Regions from separate parts of the Danio rerio genome. Here all the other regions are linked to region 3. A link is a contact called in public HiCAR-type data. All regions are on one chromosome and are shown on one strand. Each heading gives the region's core, a stretch centred on a gene start, on an enhancer-like site or on the middle of the called end of the contact. The rest is flanking DNA. Distances are from core to core; before and after follow the strand shown.

The links. HiCAR-type assays count read pairs that join an accessible place to other places.
Region 1: a contact with region 3 is called in a HiCAR-type map of caudal fin, with 8 times the contacts expected there. The contact joins the enhancer-like site here to the promoter of coq5 in region 3. A contact is called at or near these places in 8 of 18 Hi-C or Micro-C datasets (caudal fin, embryo, fibroblasts and 2 more) and 1 of 4 datasets of contacts at active chromatin or transcription factors (caudal fin).
Region 2: a HiCAR-type map of caudal fin shows a contact between it and region 3, with 7 times the contacts expected there. The contact joins the promoter of kremen1 here to the promoter of coq5 in region 3. A contact is called at or near these places in 2 of 18 Hi-C or Micro-C datasets (caudal fin and an unstated tissue) and 2 of 4 datasets of contacts at active chromatin or transcription factors (caudal fin and pancreas).

The regions. Positions count from the first base shown.
Region 1 is chr5:17,062,268-17,066,266 of GRCz12tu, forward strand. The region is part of intron 13 of susd2 (sushi domain containing 2); the gene reads right to left. Among named protein-coding and RNA genes, the nearest start is that of susd2, 29 kb to the right of the region's middle. Within about 2 kb of position 1,499, at least 3 of the 62 cell types and tissues checked have an H3K27ac peak or open chromatin away from gene starts, as enhancers often do. A contact at or near this core is called in caudal fin, where this site is marked.
Region 2 is chr5:17,009,856-17,013,642 of GRCz12tu, forward strand. kremen1 (kringle containing transmembrane protein 1) reads right to left here and starts at 2,388. Exons shown (of 10, transcript NM_001114917.1): 1 at 2,188-2,388. The coding sequence starts at 2,263.
Region 3 is chr5:16,874,674-16,878,679 of GRCz12tu, forward strand. It overlaps coq5 (coenzyme Q5, methyltransferase), which reads right to left and starts at 2,527. Exons shown (of 7, transcript NM_001004541.1): 1 at 2,309-2,527; 2 at 1,643-1,792. The coding sequence starts at 2,510.

The sequences.
Region 1 (3,999 bases), core at 249-2,748, 190 kb after region 3:
CTTTTCAGGGTCTTTGCTATGAGAGTTACTATTTAATACTGTATACCGTGAAACCGTCAAACCGTGGTATTGTTTTAGACGATTATCATACCGTAAAAAATTCATACCGTTACAACCCTAGTGACCACATAATAAGTCATTAGAGGGAGAAAAATCTCCAAATTTTAAACTACAGCTGAACAAATTATTATAAAACAGGTAAGTGACATTCCAAGTTGATCTCTCTATTGTGCATGTTGTAGTGCTGTATTTATACGATAGCAATCTAGTAGTGTTTGCTTTGCTTTGGCTTTTTCTGCATTAATTTTTGTGAAATCTCGATTTCAACAGAGAAATACTGGGAAATCTCTGTAGATTGATGGCATTTCATGCCGTTTAGCATTACAATCTAGATGTGATTGAGCAAAATTGTGTAAGCAAAATTGTCTTTTAGGTCATCACTTTAGGCATTACGCTAGAGAATTATTCAAATACTAGTTCCGAAGTGATGTTTGTGAGTTAGCAACTTTTTCTGCCGTTCTGACAATCATGTGAATGAATGGTGGAAGAAAGTAGTTTCTCGTACAAAAGGGTTTTGAGACTCTCTTTTTTTATACACACGATTATGCCATCGAATTGTTGAATATACGCAATATCACACTTGTAGCATTGCGATATGGCTGTATATCGGTGCTGCTGGGGCACTAAGGCACTCGTCTTGCGGCATCGAGACAAAGCACGTCTCCATGCAGTATAATATCACTGCTATGACTGTGATATTATACAGTCGAACCCAAAATTATTCATAAACCTTGAAAATTCTGACTTTAAGTTTTTGTTCAAAAGATGAGAAATGTATATTTTTTTAACAATAATGCCTTTTGCACATCGTCTTATCATGTGGAGGAAGCCTGTGTCACTGTCAACCTCCAAAACACTTGCTGGCTCAAAAAAGCAACTTTAACTCACAATATGCCAGGGCTATTAAAAATTTCGGACTTGCCTTGCATATGTGATCACTTGACGAAATAATTCACAGATATTTACAATAATTGTCAGTTTTAGTTGCACACAAACCTGCACGATTGTCCATCTTATTAACCTGCACATTTCACTCCCTTCATTTCACCCTCACTTTCCTGCTTTTAGCTCGTCTGAATGCGAGCTGCGCTGGAATGCATGCAAATAACAAAACGGTTGAGGGTTATTTGCTGGGGGTTCAGCGCTCTGTAATGGGAAGTCAATTACAGGCCTGGGCAGCTCTTTGATCCCTGCGTCGCTGACATGCTTAACGGGGATGTGGGCTAGGATGTCAACCTTTATCAGCCGGTAGCCAAAACAAAAGAAAGAGAAGGACAGAGCAAGAAAGGGAGAGAGAGAGAGAAAGTAGAGAAACAGATAAGAGGGAAAAAGATCACTGAGACCCCCACATTGACATAAAACATGGGAGTAAACAGTTTTAGTGGGACTGTGCATTCAAGTGAAGGTGGAGCTGTCGCTTACGAAGACACTATCACACGTCAGCACTTGAAAGCGCCAGTCTGGGACGTCCAAGCCTTCAAAACAAAGATAATGACTATAGACGTGCTCAACGGCAGTACAGCCATACTATGAGAATGGAAAGATGTACATGTATGGTGGGAGGTTATCTGTAGGTCGTACTTTCATGCTAACTAGAGCGGATCTGTCTGAATCCTTCTTGACAACTGAGAAATTACTTTTGTTAATAACAAACCCTACCAAACTGGTCTTACGTCTCAAGGACAATAAAGTATATGATGGTAGTGGATGAGAAAAACTGAAAAATGTTAAGAAATCCTGATAGTGTAAACAGAGCAACAAAGATTATCCACACTCAACAATACTTCAAGCAGAAAATTTTTAAAAACATCAAATAAAATAAACAAAAAAATAAAGAAAGAAAAAGAAAAGGAAATAAACAAAACGGTCTCAAATGATATTCATTTAGATATTTAATTTTTTTATTATTCATTAAATTTTTTTTAATCCATGTATAACTTTTTTATTCAGTCTTATGATGTGAGACTAATGAGACTAAAATGAGATCTGTGACTCAGCTGATTGTGAACACCAGAAATGAGTGCATGAGCATCATGAGAAAATTAATCATTACACTGACAAAGGCAACCATAGCCGGAACATTTGCTTTTACTCCTGTTGTATTGTTTAATAAACTATTAAATGTGGACCATTTTTGATGCTTAAGAAACTTTGCTCCTCGCCGCAAAGACTTAAATATATCTTATTTATATTTGCGGAGTTCCTGCTCTTTATTAGAAACCTTTTTCCAAGACATTTCCAGGAGTTTTTACAAGTAATTCATGATGGAAGTTGGTCCCAAACATTCATACAGGGGTGCGTTTCCGAAAACCATCATTAGCAAACTAAGGACGCAAGTTGGGTCGTTACAAACAGTTAATTGATTTAACGTTCCCCAAATGCACCGTTCCAATGAACAGTCACAAACTGCGTTGCAAACTTGTACGCTTGCAACTACGCCTCTAGAGCTATAGTAAGAATCATAATAAGGTAGTTTTCAGCAGAAACAATTCCAACAGAACTTTTTTTTTTCTTTAAAATTTTGCACAACCCTAGTAGTGCCTATAAAAGTTCAAAATGAATACATTTGACATGAAAAAAAAAAAAAAAAGGATAACCGTGAATAAGAGAAAAAACATAACAGACCAACATGACCAGCCATTTTGTTTTGGTGACTGGGGAAAGGTAGAGGGCATGGAACACCTTCAAAGTTGGGAATAGCAGAAAATTTTGAGAAACATTGCTGTTCCTGTTCCTTCATTTGTACTTTAAGGAAAATATGATTATTAAACTGGATACACTTAGCAATCATTTATCAATTAAGCTAATTTATTGATTTCTGTATCCAATGTGCTTTTAATACCAACAAATGAACGGCAAACACTGATCAAAATCATGTTTGACATACTACAAGCTTCATAGCAACAATACCATGTTTACTTTTATGTGAATAATTTCCCCCTCGATACAAATGATCAAATTGTTTTCATTAGCTTGCACTGGGCAGATGGTTTGACTCACAGGTGTGTTTTATAAACTTGTGTTTTTGCTTTGTTTTGGCTCCGGTGAACCCCCAAAAAGGCCGGCAGGGGATGAATTCTCAGCAGCTGTGGAGCAGATCAACCCTTCATGTGTTTAATGGAGAGCGTCCAGATCAGATTCTGAACAGATCCGTCCTGTAGATGCCTATCGAGGGGAAGTATGCCGTTCTGCTCTAATGAGACCAAGGGGTCAAGAGTTAACAAGCGCAAGTACATCCAGGTCGGCCTGCGTGACTGCTGCACTTGCCTTCTTCTCTGTCTGTTTAATATGCTGAATATGTTCACAATCTAAAATGTTATGGATTTTTATTCTCTGTTATTCAGCTGCTTTGACACAAACTAAAGTAAAAAGCTCTACAGACATAAAGATGACTTGATTTGATTTGTCTGTCCGTGTGAATCACGGATCAATGATGAGAGGAGACTCTTTTTAGACCTTATGAAACCTAAAATGATCATTCAAAACGTTGGGGTCAGTAAGATGGTTATTTATTTCAAGCCTGTGTGTGCAAAATGAGCTATTATCCACAAAAAGGATCGATCTATCCATCCATCCATCTATCTCTAAATCTCTAAACTCACTACAGTTTGGCAAATATTGCAGCTGTTGGACAACATAATGTACTTGAGGATTTTTAGTCGAGAATGTAGCTATTTAGAGTGCAACTATCATTTATAAGGAGAGTGCCCATTTTAAATATTTAAAATTTTGGAGATGCAACGCTTCAGCATTCATCAACCTGTCATACTGAGCAGAGCAAAGACAGTTGATGTTCTGCCACAAGATGGCAACAGAGACCACTTAATAAGCCCATAAAGGAGAAAAACTCGATTTAAACTACAGCTGAACAAATCATTCTAAAACTCTCTTTTATTTGTTGTAGTGATGCGTTTATACCATAGTCTGGTAGTGTTTGCT
Region 2 (3,787 bases), core at 1,138-3,637, 140 kb after region 3:
CCCAAGAGCACTTTAATTAATAATGAAATAAATGGATGCCTTAAAGACACAATGGTAACGATAGTTTTCTGCCAAAAATAACATTGTGAGTACAATACAGATAAAAACAATACATCCAATCCTGGAAACGCTATGCATCTTTCAAAATTAGATAGTATTATTGATTATTGATTTAATTATAAATTTACTGTATAATAAAAATAGATCTCTTTATAACCAAACAGTCAATACATTTAACAAAAAGATTAGTTTAAATAAGCACATTTGTGTGGAAAAGCATTTCTAACGGAAGATTCTGCAAAACAAGCTCAGTCTGAGTGATCAAAGAGGTTTTTGTAATTATTTAGTGTGAATTGATTTGTGTGATTCATAGAGCTGAAGTAAAGGCAAGACAAGGCAAGAAGAGTGACAACATATGGCAAGCCTTATAGATTTAAACAAGGCTCTTGGTATATAAAAATTGCAGCACAGTCCAAAATTCTAAACACCTTCTAATCATTGAAAGAAATAACTGTTATGAAACCAAACTATTTTTAGTAGCCTTTTTAATCTTTACTCTAATATTCAATAGTAGAATAATATAAGTGATACTTTAGAAATAAAACTACACTAATAAGTGGCAGCAAGTCTGTGAATGAACTTAACGGTTAATTAAATGGATTTGTTCAAAAATGCTGATTCATTCAGTTATAATATAAGAGACTAGTTTTTTGTTAAGTCAATGATTTTTTTGTGACTATTGAAAATAAATATACTATAGCGAGAAAGTGCATTTCTGAAATGTGAAATTTCTTTATATCTTATATCTTTCTTGATATCTGCAGTTAAATATGACCAGCAGCTTATTGTGACAGCAAACTAGAAAAAATACAATTTCAGACATCAAGAAACATGGGTTGGATGAGTTGAATTTCACATTTCGATATCAGTAATTCAATGGATTTGTTCAAAACTGCTGATTCATTCAGGAACAAAGCAAGAGTTTTATGAATGATAGACTGGAAAGCCTTTACATGAACCACGAAACCCAGGAACACAAATGTGTATAATAAACTCCAGCAAGGGTACCCACTAAAAAATTCAAGGGAATTTGGACAAATGTATAAAAATCATGATATATTTAATTGATCACTGTTAAGGATGAAAGTAGTTATTTACACATTTGCAGATTTCTGTTGTTTACTAAATAAAATTTTTGACATTATGAATGATTGTGCCAGTCATATATAATTAATTTTAGAAAAATAATGAATAAATTTGATGTAATTAATCAATAAAAAATATAATTAAAGTTTAAATAAAATAAATAAATCGAAAAAAAAATATCTGTTTTGTTGGTAAAATTCATATTGTGATATCAAGAAAAATAGTTGAAAAGTTGAAAGATAACCCAAACTATGTACAAGCATGTAATTGGTTAATCACAGGCATTAAACAATAACATTTAATTATATTATTTAATGATTGTAATACTAATTATACATAATAAAAATAGCATTATTTATTTATTGTAATGAAACATTAATAAAATCTATTAAAATGTTTACATTGTAACAACTTTTACAATAGTTTTCTATATTTGCCCAAATTTCTGTGATTTTTAGTTAATTTAAAGATTTTTTGATACTATTAGAAATAATTGTACTATAGCGAAAAAGTGCATTTCAGATATGTGAAACTTCATTAAACAAATATTGATATCTGCAGTTTAATATGAACAGCAGCTTATTGTGACAATAAAAACTAGTAAAACGTGCAATTTCAGACATCACAAAACGTGTTTTACGAGTTGAAATTCATATTTCGATATGAATAATTGGATTTCTGCGAGTGACAATGTCATTGTCAATATCGAGAATAGCCTACAGGTTTCCACTATATTGACATCCAATCTCTATAGTATCAGACCAGGTTTCAAGCAAAAGTTTATCCTTAATATAAATTAAGCTCAAAAAGATTAAAAACTCAACTTTAGATACATCCTATGCAAAACTACATACACAGGGAACAGCTAAAAGTGAAAAAGGCTTGCCATATATCCTACACTTCACGCCGATGCTCATCTCGAGACTGGAGTCCGGACAATGCGGGTTCCAACACAGTGCACTACTTTTCAGAAACATCTCACAAAACACAAACAATCTCCATAAAGCACAAAGTTAGGAGATACAAAAGTTGAAGACTGACCCGTGTGGAAGTGCTCAGTAGCTGAAGCGCTGAAGCAGACGGCAAGGAGCAAAGCTGCGACTCTCCACGAATCCATCGCTCTTCTGTAGCTACTGTAACTGTAGTCTGTGATCTGTCTGAGCTTCTGGTCCTCTGTTCTCGCAGGTGAAGTGTGTTGAAGTCCAGTCAGGTCAGTCGAGCTGATGCGGCGCGCGGATGAATGTCAGGAAAGCCCGCTGCGCGTCCGCGTTAAGAAGAGCGTCTCAACTTCTCCAGGCAGATCAGCGCTGCCCCCAGACACATACACACACACACACACGCAGACACACGCGCACACACACAAGACAGATAGCAGAAAAACTAGGGATCCTATTTCAAAATCATGTGACAGGAAATCGGGGCAATAGATTCAACCTGCACCATCCATGGGGGCATTTAGTACCTGTTGCGCGCAGAAATTCAAGAAATGAGAACCAGAGTTCAGAGGAGGAGAAAACTTTGTAAAAAAGAAAGACTTTTTAAGACAGACAGACAGACAGACAGACAGACATACACAGATTTAGTATTTCTTTTTGTAATGCTGTTTTTGTAATAATAATAATAATAATAATAAATATAATAATAAGTACTGCATTCCTCTTTTTGTATGCTATTGTTTTTGTTATGCAATTAATAAAAATAAAATCTATTTAAATTTAATAGTAAAATGTGACAAAAACATAAAAAAGATATTTAAAAATATTTTTAAAATATTCAGATATCTTTAACACATATAATTTAATATTTTTTATGTCAGCAAGAAGTAAGTATTATCTTCAGTTATTGCTGAAGTAAATTATATATGCAGTCCTATTAAAAATAATAATAATATAATTAAAATGACAATGTCATAAATGTCGAAATGTCATATAAAAATACGAAAAATAAATATAGTCATAAAACTACTACAAATAATAAAAATTATATTTAAATTAAATATTAAAGATAATTATATAAAGATATAATATGCTTGTCGATTGCTTCCTTGTCCTCATTTGTAAGTCGCTTTGGATAAAAGCGTCTGCTAAATGATTAAATGTAAATGTAGAAAATACTAATAAATAATAGATAGATAGATAGATAGATAGATAGATAGATAGATAGATAGATAGATAGATAGATAGATAGATAGATAGATAGATAGATAGATAGATAGATAGATAGATAGATAGATAGATAGATAGATAGATAGATAGATAGATAGATAGATAGATGCTGAGCATTGTATATGCTGAGTTAATAATTGCTCTTTCAATGTTTACATAAATGGGGGGAAATGTTACATACAAGTAAACTAAAAGTCTGTCAGCTTTAATGACACATGTTGACCACTGCAACACAAGCCTCATTTCAATGTCATACATTCCAGTCAATAAAAACCGACAGCATCAGGGGTGCAGAATGTCTCTCTCTAGTGGGAGAAAACATGAACGGAGGATCCATGACCTCAGTCTCCTGTGCCATAACAGGCCTCCTCAGTGACTTCATCCACCACCGAAATTAAAACCAACTCACCCAAAACCCCAAACGGCTCGGTAAAAATAACACTCGCTGCCTGCAGCCCTTTTTTAAGGTTTCAAAT
Region 3 (4,006 bases), core at 1,277-3,776:
ACAAATACTGCAGAAGACCTATTGGAACCTGCATGGACCCAAGATTCTCACAGAAATCAGTCAAGTTTGGTGAAGGAAAAATCATGATTTGGGGTAACATTTAGTATGGGAGAAAGCTGCAGGGTAGATGGCAACATCAACAGCTTGAGATATTAAGACATTTGTGTTGCCCATTACATTACAAATCACAGGAGAGGGCAAATTCTTCAGCAGGACAGCACTCCTTCTCATACTTCATTCTCAACATCAAAGTTCCTGCAAGCAAAGAAGGTCAAGGTGCTCCGAGATTGGCCAGCCCAGTCACCAGACATGAACATTATTGAGCATGTCTAGGGTAAGATGAAGGAGGAGCCATTGAAGATGAATCCAAAGATTCAGGAAGTCCTGCAAGAACGCTTTCTTTGCAATTCCAGATGACTTTATTAACAAGTTATTTGAGTCATTGCAGAGATGTATGGATGCAGTCCTTCAAGTTCATGAGAGTCATACGCAATATTAATTCTTTTCCACTGCACCATGACTTTATATTCTATACTGTACATTATTTCTGTTAAGTGACAAGACTTTTGTCTAATCAAAGTCAGACATTACTGCCCTAATTAAATAATTAAATCAAGGCCTGATCATATTTAATTTTGGTAAAATAGGTGAAATCTAGAGGCCTTTGCCTTTCATATAAGCCACTTTTGATACCACAGGATCAATTAGAGGTCAAGTTATTACTTGTTGTTCCTAAAACTTGGATAGACGTTTGTCAGGTAGTGAGGGAACCCAATCCTAAATGTAGCTACTGGTGGAGAAATGTTTTAAATAATTGATATAGCATTTCATTTATCAAGTGTGTAATTTATTTAAAAAATTAAATGAATTACTGTGATATATATATATATATATATATATATATATATATATATATATATATATATATATATATATATATATATATTTTTTTTTTTTTTTTTTTTTTTTACATTTTTAAACGTGTAAATTATTCCTTTGTCTAATACTTCAGCCATTGGGGAATCGGTGCTCAATTATTAATAATGGTTATCAACAATCATGACGATAACACATTTTTTTGCTTAATATTTGGGGAAACTGATTTAATATTTTCTCAAGATTCTGTGGTGGATACAAACAAACAGAAATAATAGAAAAGTAAATTTAAGAGATAGTTCACCCAAAAAAAAGGGAAAATTTGTTAATTTACTCACCCTTGTTTCAAACAAGTGAGTTTATTTCTCCTATATAAAGAAGATATTTTGAAGAACAATGATAACCTGTAACCTTTGATTTCCCTAATATTTGTTTTTCTCACTATGGAAGTCAATGCTTACTTATTTTTAACTTTCTTAAAAATACTTTCTTTTGTGTTCAACAGAAGAACAATAAAACCAATAAAGTGTTAGAACATCTTGAGGTTGAGTAAATGGTGAGTAGATTTTCATTTTTGAGTGAACTATCAAGACTTTATTTACTTCAAACCTCTGAATTGTAGTAAATATCACAAAAATGATAATCCCACTTATTTAAACATTGAAAACAATCAGAAATGCTTTTTCAACAGCAAATGAATTTGGAGGCTCACATGACACTGAGAAAAAGGAGTAATGAACTACAGTGATAGTCAGTCGGGAGGTACCTGTGCCACCAGCCGTGTCAAGCAGCCGCAATCCCGGCTGAGGGTTCATGATGTGTAGAAGTGTGTCTTTCCACAGCCTGTGGATCCCCAAACTCATGGCGTCATTCATCACGTCATACTTCTTGGCCACACTTTCAAAGACCTTATACACTGATATCAGAGAAAAACATTATTAACCCGTTATATTTTTGTTTAGGAAATTGTTTTGTTCACATAAAAAGCTTTCTTTTCCACATTTCTAAATTGAAATTGTTGCATTTATTAAATCTATTAGATTATTTAAAACAAAAAATATACTTTTTAAATTTTACGGTAATTATTTTGCTAAAGTTTTAGTTGTTTATATTTTCTTTCATTTTTTAATTGTTTATTTATTTAATTTATGTTATGGTAGGGTATTGTCATCATTACTGTTGCTAATATTATTTTTCTGTACAGATTTTGTTGGGATAATTTGTCCATGTTTGATGTTTAAAACGTAAAAAAGCACAAAGTAATGTACGTCATGTACGTCACTGACACTGACAGTAAAAAATAACGAGAGAAACAGAAATGTAACGACCATTGAAGAAACGCAGACATTGAAATCATATTTATAGCTTGTATTATACATTTTGTGAAGCACATGCTTTTATGCAGCTAAAGATAATAGTGTTTGCAACTCACCTTTCTCTGCTTTCTCTTCTTCTGGGACTGTTTGGAAACCAAAGTGCGTACTTCTGCCCTCCGTGCTGTCGCTATATCCACGACATGCTGTGATTGCAGCACGACGACATAAATATTTGCTTCGACACCGTGAAACATGATGAACATTTCTAGTGGAATCGGAGAGAACTCTAAGGACAAATGCCCTGATGGGGGCCGCCATGTTTCTTTCAAATTTAGTTGCGTAAACATCTCCGTCATAATCCCTTCACGCGACGATCTGTAGTTTCGGGTGATGTTTGTTGGACTACAAAAGGGTAGATTGAGCGAACTCCAGATTCCAGATTCCTAGAGACCCTATGCATCGCCATCATTGAAAAAACAATATTTTTCTTCTTGTCACAGAAAGGATGAGAAATTACACTGTATAAATTCAAATTAAATTAATTCTGAATGTTTTTTGCATTAGAAAGAGGGTTGTCTATTATCTATAAAGAGGGTTATCGATTAGTTCGAATCTGTGCATTTTACTGCATATCATACTGCGCATGACTCTGTATGAAAAGTAATCTTTAAATTTTAAAGATTTACTTTAAGCTTTTATCTTTTTATAAATTCTTGTTTCATTACTGTGTATCATCACACAAAAGAGGGGAAAACTGTGTAAACTGCACACTAATTTTATTTGGCAGGAAAAAATCTTTTTGAATAAAATATATAATAATAAATAAATAAAATAAATAAAATACATAAAATATAAAACAATATATAAATAATTATACATAAATGTATATGTATTACAAACTTTATTTGATTTATTGCTGTTTTTATATTGTAATTGTCTTTTTTTCATTATTATGTCACAAAGGGGGGAACTGTGAAATAAATGTTATTTACAGTTTTTCTCAGTCGCTTTGGTGCGTTTCTCACAACACTAGTGCATTTTTGCACAACATTTAATGATTTTCTCAAAACAATTAGTACAAACTGCAAAACCTAGCTGATAACCTGCAAAAGCGCGTCACTTGCTCAAAATGGATAGTTCATTCCTCAAAAGCAAGTATTCATGTCAATCAAAGTGTCAGTATCATCAAAATGAAAAGTCCTGACACCATTGATTATGAACAAGATAGTCAAATGGCTCAGTCATGTTTTCATTATGACAGTTTACTCTCTTTTCAATACAAAAAAAAAAGTCAGATTTTGGTGACACTTCCTGAAAATGATACATCACTGCATTTAGTGAGGTATCTAAGTACAAGACACTGAATATGTTTGTTTCACATTTTTACTGCATTTTCTCTTTGCAATTCTAATTTATTCACAGCATTGTGCAAAAAAATAAATACACCCTTATTTACAACAAACATAAACTCCCTTTAGGTAGAGCTGTGCACAACTGTAAACTATATTGCAGTACATATTGGAACTGAGCCTACAACATACAGGTCTGTAAATCATTCATGAAATTGTTCAATTTTAAAGACATTTTTTTTAGGAAAATAAAGATTTAAATTTGTTAAAAAAATTAGCTGGACAGATTTTGACAACTAGTTCAAATTACAAAAAAAATTACATTTTTGTATGTAATGAGTCAAGTAATGAAATGAGGACTGTTAGTTGTATATGGAATGACTATTCAGCATTTATGTTTAGTTCATTTTGACTGACATGACATAAGCAGATGATAATGTTCTAAACAGCAGAGATTTGTATGAA